Regions from separate parts of the Mus musculus genome. Here region 1 is linked to region 2. The links are chromatin contacts, called in public Hi-C maps. All regions are on one chromosome and are shown on one strand. Each heading gives the region's core, a stretch centred on a gene start, on an enhancer-like site or on the middle of the called end of the contact. The rest is flanking DNA. Distances are from core to core; before and after follow the strand shown.

Region 1 (2,700 bases), core at 6-2,505, 200 kb after region 2:
GTAGTAAAGAACAGCCAAGAAATTAACAGTTGGCCTCACCCCCCCACCCTGAATTAATGTGAAAAAATAAAACTGGACATGTTTCTGAGCAGGAAAACCAATAGGCTAGGTAGATGTGAACATATACATACATATATGTACATGTTACAAAGCTATATATAACACAAAGGCTATATAATCTCTACAGACAAGGTCTACATATAATATAGGCAATATCTACATAAATCACTGTAGAGGCCATCTATGTATAGTGTACTTTAAATTACTGAATCTGAACACGGTTATAAGAATCTTATAAAGGAGTGTTGAAGACACCGTCCTTTACAAATGAAGCGCTCTTTGAGGAGCTGATGATCCCAAAGTGGCATTCTATCCTGTTTGTGTTTATTCTGAAAACATGTTGCTTAAAGGCTTTTTATTTGTTATTTATTTGAGCTATTGGGGATTGAACCCAGGGTGTTTCACATGCATGTCAGAGTTACACCCCAGTCCTCTGGACTTACTTTGTAAAGGAAAGAACTTTCTTAATTTTCTCAAGACCTACAAGATTTTAACTGAAAAGGGGTGTTATGACTCATATTTGTTATCAGTAAGTGTGGCTCGGACGCTGGAGGGTTTCAAGGTTATCCTCAGCTGTATGTGCTGCAGGCCAGCCAGAGCTACAGACCTCACAACTTTAAAAAAAAAGATATAAATTTCTGACAAAGGCCTTGATTTACCGGTTTCCAATTTCAATAAGACTGGCATGAAAAATACAATCACTTGGCGCAATGCCTGTGAACCACACTTAATGCACCCTGGCCTGAGACATCTAACCCACCTGCTAGGTATTAAGATAGGTGTGGCATGCTGGCGAGCAGGGATATGGCGGGAGGGGCGCTAGTAGGTGTGCAGGTTAGTGTACGGTATGAGCTCGGACACATGTCTACCTCGAAACGGAATGGTGGGAACCCTCCAAGCTGAGGTTCCCGAACCCGTGGCAGCGTACAGCGGCTGCGAGCCGGAGACAAGATGACTACCGTGGAGGGAGAAACAGCAACAGAAGAAGGCACAAGAGGGCGGGACCGCGTCTCACCCGGCCATACCTACCACTAGGGCCAGCGAGCCGCGCGTTGTGGCGTTCTCGGAGACCTCCATCGCGCGGCTCCACTGCCCTTTTCCTGCAATCGCAGTCCTGCCTAGGAGGCCAACGCATGCACAGCAAGCTCCAGGAGGCGATGCACAGACTGGACCGCTTCCGATTGGTGCAGAGCCACGTGGCTCGCTAGGGACTTACGGGTATGGGAGGGCTGTTAGGGGAACAGCCACGTTCTATTGGTGTAGAGACACGTCAGTCAGTAAGGGAAGGCGGTCCTTCGAGCAGAATGCTCAGGGAGGCGGCCCGTCGGTGTTCTCTGGATGGTGGAGCGGGAGGGGCGAGCCGCCGTTCTCGGCGGGAGCAGCTCGGGCGAGGGGTTCCGGGGTGGCCAGAGCTGAGTGTGTGGGCGGGGCCTGGCCGAGCAAAGGGTTGGGCTTCCGGAGTCCGTGGGCGCCCCTGGCTTTGCGCCTTCGTCCTTCTCACTTGCCTCTGTGGCTTCTTGGCCTGCGGAAGTCCTCCTGCCCCACCTGACGGAAATAATCGCAAACTGAAGTCCGCAGCCAAACTAACGTTATAAAAAAACTTAAGAACGGGGGGAACTTGTGGGGGGACGCCACCCTGTGCAAGTAGGTGGTTACTTAAAAATCCCACCGCAGGTTGGGCCTATGTAACTTTAAAAAGGAAAATGCCAGTAAGCTTAAAGCAGGCGACATTTCATCAGAATCTTGTTTGGTCTGACTGCTCCAGACAAGGAGGAAGGACCCCCTCCTGGAGGAAGGTTCTGGGTCTGGACTGGGTCTGTCTGGAGTGAGCCAAAGGTAGATAGTTCTCATGGACCCAAGGCCCTCGTGTGGCCTGCATTAGGACACATGACGCTTGGTCAACGCCAGATAGTTGAGTTCCTATGCTACACAGAGATTCATTGTCCCGGGGGATACTGGGGAAGGAAGTGTTCTATGAACTGTGGGAGTCCCAAAGTTAGGCATCCCACAGAACCAAAAGGTTTCACTAAATTACTTCCAAAGGACGGGTGACAACCTCTGAGCTGCGTGGAACCCAGATATTGATAAAACACCTGATTACTTAATGTAGATAACCCATGTACATTTTGTTTCGTTAGTGCTTTTCTAACTTAATGCTTGTGTCTGCAGTTTCTCCAAATGGTCATCCTACAACTAGAAATATATTTTAAGATGGCATATTTTGGTCATCCACACCCTCCATTTGTGAGGGGTGACACTGAGGTCACCCACTGGCCTTGGCACCAAGCAGCCCTCAAGAGTTTCCACACTTAAAAATAGCAGGAGATGGGTGGAAGAGATGGCTCAACGGATAAAGACAGTTGCTGCCAAGCCTTAGAACCCGACTTTGAGCCCTGGGACCCATGTGGTATCAAGGAGAGAACCTACTCCCACAAGTTATCCTCTGACCTCCGAACATATAGGGTATGGTGCACAACCCCACACACCCCCAACACATGCGCAAAATAAAATGTAATTTAAAAATAGCAAGAGCTCTCAGCAAAGCTTTAGACTGCAGTGCTTTTCAAAATCTTGGTTAATTTATTTTATGTATGTGAGTGTTTTGCCTGCATGTATGCGTGTGTGCCACATGCCTCCCTG
Region 2 (2,704 bases), core at 198-2,697:
CCCAGTGCTGACTCTCCTGTGCCTGGTGCTTCGTATGACTCCCTAATGGGTATTGCATGTGGAATACCCTAAAGTGAACCCCTCTGTTCCCAGGACTCATAGCCTCCCTTCTGGGCATACAGTTCTACTACTCAGAAGGAACTACCTTCTGGCTACCTGCTGGCACAGCCTTGTCCATGCTCCTACATGAGACTAGCCAGGACAGTCATAAACCTGCTACTTGCCTGCTTGGGTCCTTTGGTTCCTGGTCCCTGTACTTATCCCTGCACATTTCCTGTCAGCTCCCCCCTCCCCCTCCCCGACACAGATCTTTCCCACTGGCTGTGCTGTGTCTCTTCTTGTTCAGCTTCTCCTGGGCAAGGCCCCTTGAGATTGTCCTTGAGCTGCCTTTGGGGACGCAGCACCTTCCCTTCCTCCCTTCCTTCTCCTTTCCCCCTCTTTTCCTCCTTCTTCCCCTTACTCTTCTTCCCCTCTCCTTCCCTTCCTTTGTGTGTTTCCTCCCTTATAGGATCTGTCTAGAGTCACTGAGTCAGAGGTCTGGGTTCACATTGTCAGCCAGATGTTGGGTGGAAGGAAACAGGCTTGTGCAACATGAGGTTGTGGTAGAGGAAGGTCCTTGGGTCGGGGTTGGTTGTTGGATTAGGTTGTGGAGGATATATCTTGAGATTAAGGGAGATACTTGGAAGGAGTCAGAGCTGAGAAGCATGTAGATGTTCCCTGGCTGTGGTGGGTTAACGATGCCCATCTATTTGTAAAGCTGGTGGTTAGTTGGGGCCCAGGAGGGAAGGAGGTAGGGTGGTGAGGCCTCTGAGTAACTTTTTGAGAGATCCTGATGGGCAATCAGCTGCTGGGCCATGGTGGTCAGGGATTTGGTTTCTGAGAGAGAGAGAGAGAGAGAGAGAGAGAGAGAGAGAGAGAGAGAGAGAGAGAGAGAGAGAGAGAGAGAGAGAGAGAGATGCAGGCATCTGACCTAACCTGTTCAGGGATCTAAGATGACTGGGAGGAAATGTGTGTGGTGTGTGGTGTGTGGTGGGATGTGGGTGAGCTTTCAGCATTGGAGTCTTACTGAGCATCTCCTGTGTGTTTGCGTTCCCCTGTAGATTTATCACACGTCCCGATGTCAAGCAGAGAAAGATGGCCAGCTTTCTGGACTGGAGCCTTTGCACCTTGGCCCACTCTTCCTTCCAGACCATCGAGGGTGTCATTACCATGGATGGGATGCTGCAGGCCCTGGTGAGCCCTGCCCCGGGACAGCATGTGGAGCTCCAGCACTGTGCCCAAACTGTTGGTTCCATTCACTCTGTGTTTGAATTACGGGAACCTGGTAGGATTAATTTGCATTACAGGGTTGTGGTTTCATTTTCCACTGCTGTGTGCTTAGTGTGTAAGGCTGGACTGGAGTGGTGGCTTCCAGGAGAAAGCTGAAGAACTGTGCTTCACCACTAGAGGGCAGCGGCGCCTGCAGAACTGCAGCCTTTAGTTTTTTTGTCGTAAAGCAGTGAAACCAGCCCAAGTGAAAGAAGGCAGAGGGCTTGAAACCTGTTTGCTTACGTGGGTTACAAAATTTCTAGTTCCCGAGTTTAAATACAGACACTGGGGCCCGTCTGGAGATGCCCACTGTGCCCATCCTTCCTATTGCTGGTCTTCTCTGCTTGTCTGTTGTATGGCTTTTTAGTACTGACAAGGAGAACCACTCTGGTGTGAAATCTCAGAGGACATGGCCCTATTAACAAGGCTAGGAAGCTCCTGGACCAGTATTCCGGAGGTCACAGATGGACCCCCTAAGGCTTTGTTTGGTTTTGATGGTCAGCATTAAGAAGGTCATGGTGCCTCTCCAAGTCTGTCTCTAGGGTTAATGTTTACAAGGTTACAGAGACTCTCTGAGGCCATGGTATTAAGAGTCAGTATTTTGGACGAAGGCATGGATAGCTGTATAAGGCCCTGGTTTCTAGGGTTTGGCATTCTGGAGGGTGCAGATAGCCTTCTGAAACTGTGCGGCTCCAGGGTCAGAAACCTCTTCCTTGTTTTTCTTTGATTACACTGGATGCGATTTGACAGTAGTTCTTGTCCTTGTCTTGAAGGCAAAGGGAGCTGACATGTCACTTAGAAGTAGGATCCTTTGGAGAAGTCTGAAGGCAACCAGTCATACTGAGTTTGGCTTTTTGTACTACTCCTTAATACAGGTCCTGATGCAGGGTGGGAGGTATCAGGGCAGGTGCCAACAGCCCTGGGAAGGGGACATGCAACCTGGGACGGGAAGGCAAGTCGAGGCTCTCTGGACCTACTCCATGTGCCTCTGCAGCTGAATGTGTATCCTGGTTGTGGGGATGAGAAACGGCTGGTGTCTCTTTATTTTCAGTGATATTGCCATTGCCTTTCAGAGGCCTGCCATTCAAAACATGCAAGAGGGAGGCCTGGGAAAATAAAATGTTTCTTAAGACCTGAGCTTCTGCTCTGCTGCTCTCTCTGAAGACTTGGCGGCTCCAGATGGGCGTTAGTTCATTTTGTTAGGTCTACAGAGTTGTATAGCCACCGTTGTCTCTTCTCAGTATGCCATTCCGCATACACACTGCATCATACTCCACAGGCCAGTGGCACTGAGCTCACCTGTCTGGGAGGTGACTTTTATGTAGGATAGGCTCTTTTCCCTGAGCACAGCGTCTGTAGGGTCTGCCCACCCTGTGGCAGGCACGCGTCAGTTCTT

What was found. Hi-C and Micro-C count contacts between places; a contact is called where the count stands out from the background.
Region 1: a Hi-C map of the G1E-ER4 cell line shows a contact between it and region 2, with 4 times the contacts expected there. The contact joins the promoter of B3gntl1 here to the enhancer-like site in region 2. A contact is called at or near these places in 15 of 39 promoter capture datasets (the 3T3-L1 cell line, 3T3-L1-derived adipocytes, the C10 cell line and 10 more), 3 of 15 datasets of contacts at CTCF or cohesin (the G1E-ER4 cell line, large pre-B cells and pro-B cells), 17 of 484 Hi-C or Micro-C datasets (the G1E-ER4 cell line, the HL-1 cell line, the HPC-7 cell line and 9 more), 3 of 115 datasets of contacts at active chromatin or transcription factors (acute myeloid leukemia, astrocytes and microglia) and 3 of 9 other capture datasets (adipose tissue, liver and macrophages).

Annotation. Positions count from the first base shown.
Region 1 is chr11:121,671,896-121,674,595 of GRCm38.p6, forward strand. B3gntl1 (UDP-GlcNAc:betaGal beta-1,3-N-acetylglucosaminyltransferase-like 1) reads right to left here and starts at 1,256. Exons shown (of 13, transcript NM_178664.5): 1 at 1,090-1,256. The coding sequence starts at 1,137.
Region 2 is chr11:121,474,439-121,477,142 of GRCm38.p6, forward strand. Tbcd (tubulin-specific chaperone d) reads left to right here. Exons shown (of 39, transcript NM_029878.4): 7 at 1,101-1,233. Among named protein-coding and RNA genes, the nearest start is that of Tbcd, 24 kb to the left of the region's middle. Within about 2 kb of position 1,448, at least 56 of the 459 cell types and tissues checked have an H3K27ac peak or open chromatin away from gene starts, as enhancers often do. A contact at or near this core is called in the G1E-ER4 cell line, acute myeloid leukemia, bone marrow-derived macrophages and 4 more, where this site is marked.